2 separate regions of the Zea mays genome follow, and region 1 is linked to region 2. Evidence: chromatin contacts called from public Hi-C data. All regions are on one chromosome and are shown on one strand. The core of a region is the stretch at or near the end of the contact, and the rest is flanking DNA. Distances in the headings are between cores, read along the strand shown. Region 1 holds the start of LOC100381466 (putative elongation factor 1-gamma 2). Region 2 holds the start of LOC103627097 (putative transcription factor bHLH041).

Region 1 (4,175 bases), core at 1,427-3,926, 150 kb before region 2:
TGACGAAGGCTTTCCATTAATTGTCAGAAAGGAGTTACAAAATACGATCAGCACAAAAACATCAGATTTTACAAGTAAGCTGCACCCGACCGAGAGTTGGTTGGCCACTTGGGTGTTGTCGGCCATATATGAAGGAAATCGAGAGGGTCCGCAGATCCTTTCTTTGGAAAGAAAGAAAAACACAAGGCAAATGGAGGAAGGAGGCCATTCCTAACGACCGAAAGCGGATGCTGTGAGCTGTTAGGAATGGCAAAAGGAAGAAGAAGAAGAAACAAAAAAAAAAAACAAATTCTATGAAATTTTATTTCCCTATGGATTCAGATCCGGGACGCGTACAGCTGCACAGCCTGATGTGGAGGACACCGTCACCTGGACCTGGAAACGGGCGACGACGGAGAATACGCTGCCAATAGTTTGCCTCCCAAATCGTGCTTCGAGAGCCATTCCGCAACAATTTGATTTGGAAAGCAAAAGCAGAAAAATAGATGCGAGTTCTTATATTAACGTGGGCGCTGATCCAAAACAAAATCCTAACAGCTGATAACCTGGCAAAAACAGGATGGCCACGGCAAGAGACACGGCTCCGTCTTTGTCTTTTATGTCCTTTTCCGGCTGTAGTTTATTGGAAGCAGGTGCTAGGGTGGGACCGTGGGAGGGAGCATCTCTCTCTCATCCCTATCAATTTCGACTCCGCCGCAAATTAGTGGGAATGGCAACTAGATAGAGCGGTGCCGAAAGAGAAGGGCTAATTCAATGTGGAATTTGTGTGTTGAGGGTTGTATTAAATAGGAAAGAGCAATAGTTTTAGACCGTCTTCAACAGTCATACATTTTATATTAAAGTTCACTCTACGGACAATATAACATATGGTTTTTTTACGACCATATACAAGCTTCGCTAAAGACAACCTAACGAGGATGGTTTAGTCCTTTGGCTATGGGCGTTGGTAGTCTATGATAGTTTTTGTGTGCGTCGTGGTCCTCTTCACCCTTTATAATGAGGACGGTCAAATGATAAGTTTCTTTAAAAGATTTATGACATATCAAAACACATAGTAAAATACAACAACAAAAAAAGCTAGAATGAAAATTGCCATTTTTGAAGATATGATCTAATTTGGGGCTTCAAATCTTTCACTTAAACAAATATCATAAGACGAGGATGTGATCACCAAAGCATGCCCTAAGTGGCTGCAGCAAATGCCTAAAACAATAGTACGCTATTAAAGAAACAAGAAAAGTATAGAAGAATAAGAATACGCTAACTTCGAGCTAGTGGATAAGGTTGGCTAGGGGCAGGATGGAGGATTGAGCCACATCCACTTGTTTGGGGACTAAATGCCATCTCACAAGATTTCGAGATTATGTTAGACATGAATGACAGATCAGATGATGTTTGAAACTATATTATGGCTGATTTGGTGGAAGGAAAATTGGAGGGGCTCCACGGGAAACTTGATTAGCAAGGGAATTTCTACCCCATTGACCCTCTTCAATTCTCTTCCCACCAAATTAGCTCTTAGGACTAGTTTGGAAGGCACAAAACCGGAGTGGATTGGAGGCGCTAAAATTTAATATTTATTCAAATTTCCTCCTTATTCAATTTTAAATAAGCAAGAGATTTTAGCTCCTCTAATTCTCTCTGGTTTTAGACATCCAAACTAGCCCTTAGTGTGAAAAAAAATCTATTACCAAGCACGAATGTATCAGTCGTCAAGATTTCCCTTTTCAAATTTTTTTTGGAAGGGCCACACTGCCAATCGATTAAGAGAGAAAGGTGAGAGGCTGAGGTGCACCTGACACCACTCGGGTCCTAGCACCTTGCGAACTATACAACTAAAGCTCGACTGGGTCCTCATCAGCCTGTACTTAGGGCGGCCTGATAACTTCAGTCCCAGTGTATCTGTTTGGATCTTTGATCCGGGCATATGCGTTGTAGTTGCCATTTTTTAGCTAAACTATTTTCTCGGTTTTTAAATATTTGTAGTTCGCTAGTTTATTTTATAACTAAAACGCGACAAAATAAAAAAATTAAGAGAGTACTATTTTCTATTTGATTACAAAGATACGCTGCCCTCTCGCGTATTCTCAAAATAGAAAGTGATGCTAATCGTACATGCCTGGAGGACATTCTTCATGTGCCTCATGTTTCTTTAGCATCAGGCCATAAACACATTTTTCATTTCTTTGGGACACAAGAACACGTGGTGAGCAGCACACGACTCCCGCTTGCTTCCTTCTTGCGGCGCAGAGAGCCAGGCGCCGCGAGGCGCGGCAGAGAAACCGCGACTGATCGATCAACGAGCGGAATATTGTTTTTTTTTTGTTTCGTGAGCTTTCTCTTCATTTCAGCCCATTATTTAATAAGCCCAGACCATAGACTACTCACTCGCGTACTGGCTATGGGACCAAAAAAAAACACACAAACGGCAAGGCCCAATTGAGTCCACATGGATGGACGCTGATAGCCCCTTGCCAAGCGAAAGCGAGGCTTTAGTAGGCCAACTCTGAGTGAAATTTGGGCTTCTACTCTGGTGGGCCTTGCTCGACTCAGAATCTCGGGCCAATGCGAGCCGTTCAATCAGTTTTTTCGGATACCACATCCAACGGCTGAGATCGCGTGCGCGCAACCTTAGGCACGAGGTCCAAGTATTGCGAGCTGCGCCTCCATAAGACGGCTCGTCGGCAACGCTAGGGTTTTTGGCTACTCCGCCTCCGCTCTCCCCCCTGCTGCGCGCTACTCGCCCGATCTCGCGGTGCTGGTAGCGGTGAAAATGTAGCGAGAGAAATTCGTGTTATTGTCTTGATTTATAGTGTTCTACTCGTGTTTGATTTCGCTGATTTTATTTTCTTCTTCTTCTGTTGCTGTTATGCAGATCTGAGATCGAGTGAAGCTAGCTTTTCATCGATATGGCGCTTGTAAGTGTTTTTTCTAACTAGCACTAGTTATTTAAGTACCTATTTAAGTAGTATGTTGCTCTTAGATTTTCGAAATGCTAGGGGCGTTTAAGTAGCTTGTATTAGCGTGGTTATTTTATTGTAATTTCCATTCGCGGGTTTCTGTGGATTACTACTGTGCAGCCTACATCGTGGATATATGTTATATCTCACATTAACATAAGATTTGGTCGCTAAATTATTGTCCATGGATGGATATAGTTGATTACCCTTATCTTGTTTGCCTTACCTGTTTGTTAGTTACATCTTGGCCCATTTTGACTCGTTAGAGATTGAATTCATTTAGATGCTTACTGAAGTTATGAAAATGGTATCACCTCCCATTTATTCCCATCATCAGATGGTATAATTAGAATGAAGTTGTGACGTAGCAGACGCCTCCTGTTTCACAGGTGATTTCCATAGTGGTTTTATTTAAACATATGGTCGGTCTTTGCCACTCTTTTAGCCAGGCATTCATTGCTTTTAACATTAGGTAGTCTCTGATGCTGATTTGCATAGTAGTTTTCTTTTAACATGTTTGTATATTAATATGCTGCAAGCTGACGAGCATCAAGTCATAGACGATATAATTCTTGCTCTGAGCTTATAATTTTGTGTTAACATGTTACATGTTTGTTGTTTCCAATACAATAAAAAACTCACTCAACTTTTCCCTGAGCTGATAAGCAGAATAGAGTTTAGTTCTGACTCTTCTGACTGAGCACAAAAGGCATATTCAACTTTTCAAGCCCATTTGACTTTATATTTTCCTAACTTTTGTACTAGAGATAGGCATCAGTATGTAGTTGTGGTCTTCTTCATATGATTCCACACTGTTATCAGTTGACACCAATTGTTTACTGGCTTCAGTTGTGCTAGATCAAAGATTGTTTTTTTTCTTTTTCTTTAATTTTTTCTGATTGTCTGATTGATTCTGCAACTTATATTATTAGTTTTTCTGATATATATATGTTTCAGATTGTGATATGTTATGTGTCGGTATGTAGCCATCTGACCAAACCTTCTGCACTGTGTAGGTACTGCATGCTGGCAGTAGTAACAAAAATGCATTCAAAACACTAATTGCCGCGGATTACAGCGGCATCAAGGTTGAGTTGGTAAAAGACTTTCAAATGGGGGTTTCCAACAAAACACCAGAGTTCCTCAAGATGAACCCTATTGGGAAGGTATAAAAAATTCTGTATATGTTAAGATGGTGATAAATAGTCTAGGATG
Region 2 (4,435 bases), core at 76-2,575:
TTCCACGTAGGAGGAGAGATAAAAGTTGAGCTAAAACGAAAAGTTTGAAGATTGAAATGCACTATATGATAGTTTTAGAATGGAACTTAATAAGGGACTACTCTGTGTAAGTCTTTACGACGACTGATGCAGGGGCTAATGATGAACCGATCGAGGTCGAAGATCATCGTCCACATGCATGCCGCGTTACAAGTTGCACGCAGGCACACAGGAGAAGGTTAAGGGTTTTTAGAAATTAAATAAAAGCCCCCCACCCCACCCCAATCGATGATCCGTGGACCGTGCCACCTTGTTTGACCCTTTTTGAAGCACATCAATCTCAGTCGCCAGCCAAGCCAACTCAGGCGTCGACCATTGAACGACCTGCTGTTTGGTGGTGTCTGGTGTCTTCTCCCCCTCCCAAGTGTACTTTTCAACCCCGGAGCCTCCTCCAGGTCGTCCAGCCTGCAGGTAGCCTCCAGCTCCAGGCCAACCGCCAGCCTCACCTTCCCCCCTCCGCCGCACTACTAGTCCATGTCCATGTCCACGCCCAGTCCTGCTATACTTTCCCGCTCCACTCACATCCACACGATGGCTGGCGCAAGTTCATGCATGCCCGGCCCACGCCCACGCGCGCGTACACATCTGCACACATAGCCACCATGCGTCATGCGTGTATACTTCTATATAAACAGCAGCGGCAGCGACGACCGACTCGATCACCAAGCCAAGCTCTAGCGCGGACATCCACGGAAGCCAGCCAGCCAGCCACAGGCCACAGCTATGGAGTACAACAACAGCAGCTCTCCCCCTCCTGAGCTCGCCGGCTGATGTATGGACACCCTCTTCGTGCTCGGCCAGGAGTCCCGGCTGCGCATCCTCCAGCAGGCAGCGGCGCGCGTCCCCGGCTGCGCCTACCTCTGCGCCTGGGCGGCGGCCATCCCCTCCCAGCCCCATCGGCCAGCTTCATCCTCTTCCTCGGCAGCTGCTGCCACCACCAGGTACCGTACGCGCGTGTACGTACCCTACACATATGCATGCATTGATCGATTGGGCGATTCGCCATGGATTGCATTGACATTATTACGTATGCCTGCCTGCCTGCCTGCCCGCAGCGCCCGCCTGCTGTGCTGCATCGACGCATGGCTCTGCGACGGCGGCCGGCCCAGCCTCGGTGACGACGCCCACCGCCTGCGCGCGCTCTTCGACGCCTACCGGGGCTCGCTTTGCGCACCCGTCTCCGGGTGCGTTGCATGCATATATACTATATCTACCATGCATCCATCCATGCCGGCCGGCCGGCGGCGACGACCCAACGTCGCGGGGACCGGGCGTCCATTGGCAATGCAACTTGAGGTTTCGTTCCTTTCGCTCATCAGCCATGGCCATGGCGCGCGATATGATTCGATCTCTGCCTATGCTCCTCGCGCAGGTGCGTGCCGGGGTGGGCGTACAAGGACGGCCGCGCGTACATGGAGCTGCCGGCACACGACCTCACGACCTCGGCGTCGCTGCCAGTGCAGCAACAGTTCTATCAGGTCGGTGCATGCATCTGCACTCCTTCGTCTAGCTTGTTGTGTGCTACTCTATATATATATTATCGCATTTGATTCTGGATTTCTTTCTCCTTCTTCTTGCTGTTGTTGGTTTCCCTCGCTTCACTTCATCGTCCTCAAATTAATCCTGAGCTGCTTTATTCTCGCTTGCTTGTGATGTTGCAGGAAGCTGGCATTCAGGTTTGTTTTCTTCATCACCGTAACTACACATGATCATCGAACGTGCAATAAATTAAAGCTATATACATGACTTCTCTATACACATGATCATCGACTTTTGGGGAATTGGCTTGCGCAGATGGCGGCATTCATGGGATGCGAGAGCGGCGAGGTCGAGATCGGCATGTATACGGCGCCAACTAGCGGGACGTCTCCGATGAGCCTGGAGTCGACCTTGCAGCAGGTTTTCTCGGAGGACTTCTTCCAGCAGTCGCTGCTGGAGGAACTGCTCCAGCTGCCACCGACGCGGCCATCGTCGCCGTCCGTCTCCGTGGGCAGCCCGGCGGCCGATGCCTTGACGTCGCTTCCCCGCACGATGGCCGCCACGCCGACGCCGTCCTCCTCCGTAGAGCGACGGGCGCCGCCGGTTCCACCGCCTCCTCCGCCCCACGCGCGCCCGCCGGTCTTCCCCGTCCCCTTCGCTCGGCACGGCCCAGGTCACGTCCGTTTCCCGAGCGCCGACACCGACGACGCCGCGATGGCGCAGGCCATGATCGACGTCATCTCCGGCGCCTCGTCTTCCTCGGCGCTCCCCACTCCACCGTCCACGGCCACGGCACCTCCTCCTCCGGGAAAGCACCACCGCGCGCGGCGGCGTCGTGGGGCGGCAACGGCGTTCCGGGCGTACAACGCGGCGCTGGCGCCCAGGGCGCCGTGGCGGCCACCGGGCGTCCCAGGGCAGCGCATGATCAAGATGGGCATCTCCATCCTGAGGAGGATGCACATGCTCAGGTTCAGTCGGGAGCGCACTGGCACCACGATGGCGCAGAGGGGCCAGGAGGGAGAGGATGACCTGTCGTCGCCGGCCGTGCCGACGAGCAGCCAGCTCAACCATATGATATCGGAGCGGCGGCGGCGGGAGAGGCTCAACGAGAGCTTCGAGGCGCTTAGAGGCTTGCTCCCACCGGGATCAAAGGTAAACTCCCCAATTACAGCATGATGATGGCTTGCTTGCTTGATTCATCTTTCAGGAAAAAAAATTATAGACGGTTTGCTTGTTGATTAATTACGCATCATCATTATATATAAATACATATCGTTATACTGTATAATATATCAACTCCATTTTTATTCAATTAAATTGAGAATTATTGCTTTTATCTATGCATGAAATACTACACAGTTAGGGCTTGTTCGGTTCTACCCCAATCCATATGGATTGAGGGGTATTGAGAGGTTTCAATCCCTAGTAAGTCAAAATTTCTCTCAATCTATATCAATTCACTATAATTCATATGGATTGAAAATAACCGAACAAACCCTTAGTCGTCCTATGCAATGCCTCTCAAGCTATTGCACGTGTACTAGTGAAATTTTATTTTCTTCAGTATTTGGGCGACGACCATTTGAGCTTATATACTTTTGATGCGTAGCTGCGTACTAGTCTTAAGCTTGTAGCAAAACAATACGGTAGCTTAAATCACAATGTTAATTATACACTGATTTGCATGTGCATTTCCATTACTGACAATGTAGAAAGACAAGGCTACTGTGCTGGCCAAGACGCTGGACTACATGAGCATTCTAGTAGCTCAAATAGCCGACCTCGAGGCGAAGAACCGGAGCCTGGAGAGCCGAGCTCAGCACCACCATCGGCACGCCAATGGCGGCTCCAATGGCGGGCGAGTAGTGGTCCTGCAGGGGCTGATGAGCGGCACGTCGTCTTCGGAGAGGGTGCAGGTCCACGTGACCGCCGGCGCCGGCGATGTCGGCACGTCGGCCTCGTCGCCGTCAGCAGGCCCGCCGCCGCCGGCCAGCCGGGAGGTGGAGGAGACCGTGCGGGTGCACGCGCGGGCGGCGCGGAGCGACGTGGCGGAGCTGGTCGCCCGCGCGCTGGCCGCGATCAAGGGCATGGGGCGCTTCACGGTGGTGGCCGTTGACGCCGGCCGGTCCAGCGATGGCGGCGGTGACTTTGCTCAGGCCACATTCACGCTGCGAGCGACGGTAAGCTTATTTATTGAATTAGTTGATATTTATAATTACACTTTTCGTTTTTTGGGTCACGAACATGGATTTGAGAAGCTATATGGACGCACACGTATCGGGATTAGAGAACGTATCTTATGAGCAAGGAGCCCTGCTGCTCCCATGAGCAAAATCAATCCAGACCACACCCTCCACATCCAACGGTGCTGCGTCAGGGGGGTTTTTGTAAAATGTACAGAGTTGCAAAGAACATTTTACAAAACCCCCTGACGCAGCACTGTTGGATGTGGAGGGTGTGGTCTGGATTGATTTTGCTCATGGGAACACCAACGCTCCTTGCGCACAAGATACGTTCTCTCGGGATTAATTAAACTAACTTGTTGAAAAAGGTTGATTCAGCGGTTCAGCCACACGCACGTACGGTTCCTTGTCAAGTTCCAAATTAAACTAATTTGAAGGAACAAATGGCAATGTTGTGGTGGGCATTAAATTTTTTTTCTCGAATTCACAAAAAAAAATTATGCATCATTTGCGTTAATATAGTACAATTTACAGCATAGAGTAACTTCAATAATAGTTCTCTAAACAACTCTCTAAATCTTACATTTAGAAGTGGACAGAAAGATTCTTCTCCGATAGTTCTTTAAATGAACTTGCTAAATTTAGTTACTTGCTATTTGACCTCATTTACTCGCGAAGTTTGACAATCGGATATGAACTCACTAAACACAATCTTGCTAAGACTAGATTCAAAA

Evidence for each region. Hi-C and Micro-C count contacts between places; a contact is called where the count stands out from the background.
Region 1: a contact with region 2 is called in a Hi-C map of leaf, with 2.0 times the contacts expected there. The contact joins the promoter of LOC100381466 here to the promoter of LOC103627097 in region 2. A contact is called at or near these places in 4 of 25 Hi-C or Micro-C datasets (leaf and tassel).

The regions. Positions count from the first base shown.
Region 1 is chr5:158,479,879-158,484,053 of Zm-B73-REFERENCE-NAM-5.0, reverse strand. LOC100381466 (putative elongation factor 1-gamma 2) reads left to right here and starts at 2,676. Exons shown (of 8, transcript NM_001361431.1): 1 at 2,676-2,775; 2 at 2,876-2,918; 3 at 3,977-4,126. The coding sequence starts at 2,910.
Region 2 is chr5:158,330,147-158,334,581 of Zm-B73-REFERENCE-NAM-5.0, reverse strand. LOC103627097 (putative transcription factor bHLH041) reads left to right here and starts at 1,325. Exons shown (of 5, transcript NM_001370915.1): 1 at 1,325-1,517; 2 at 1,701-1,715; 3 at 1,834-2,670; 4 at 3,231-3,698. The coding sequence starts at 1,452.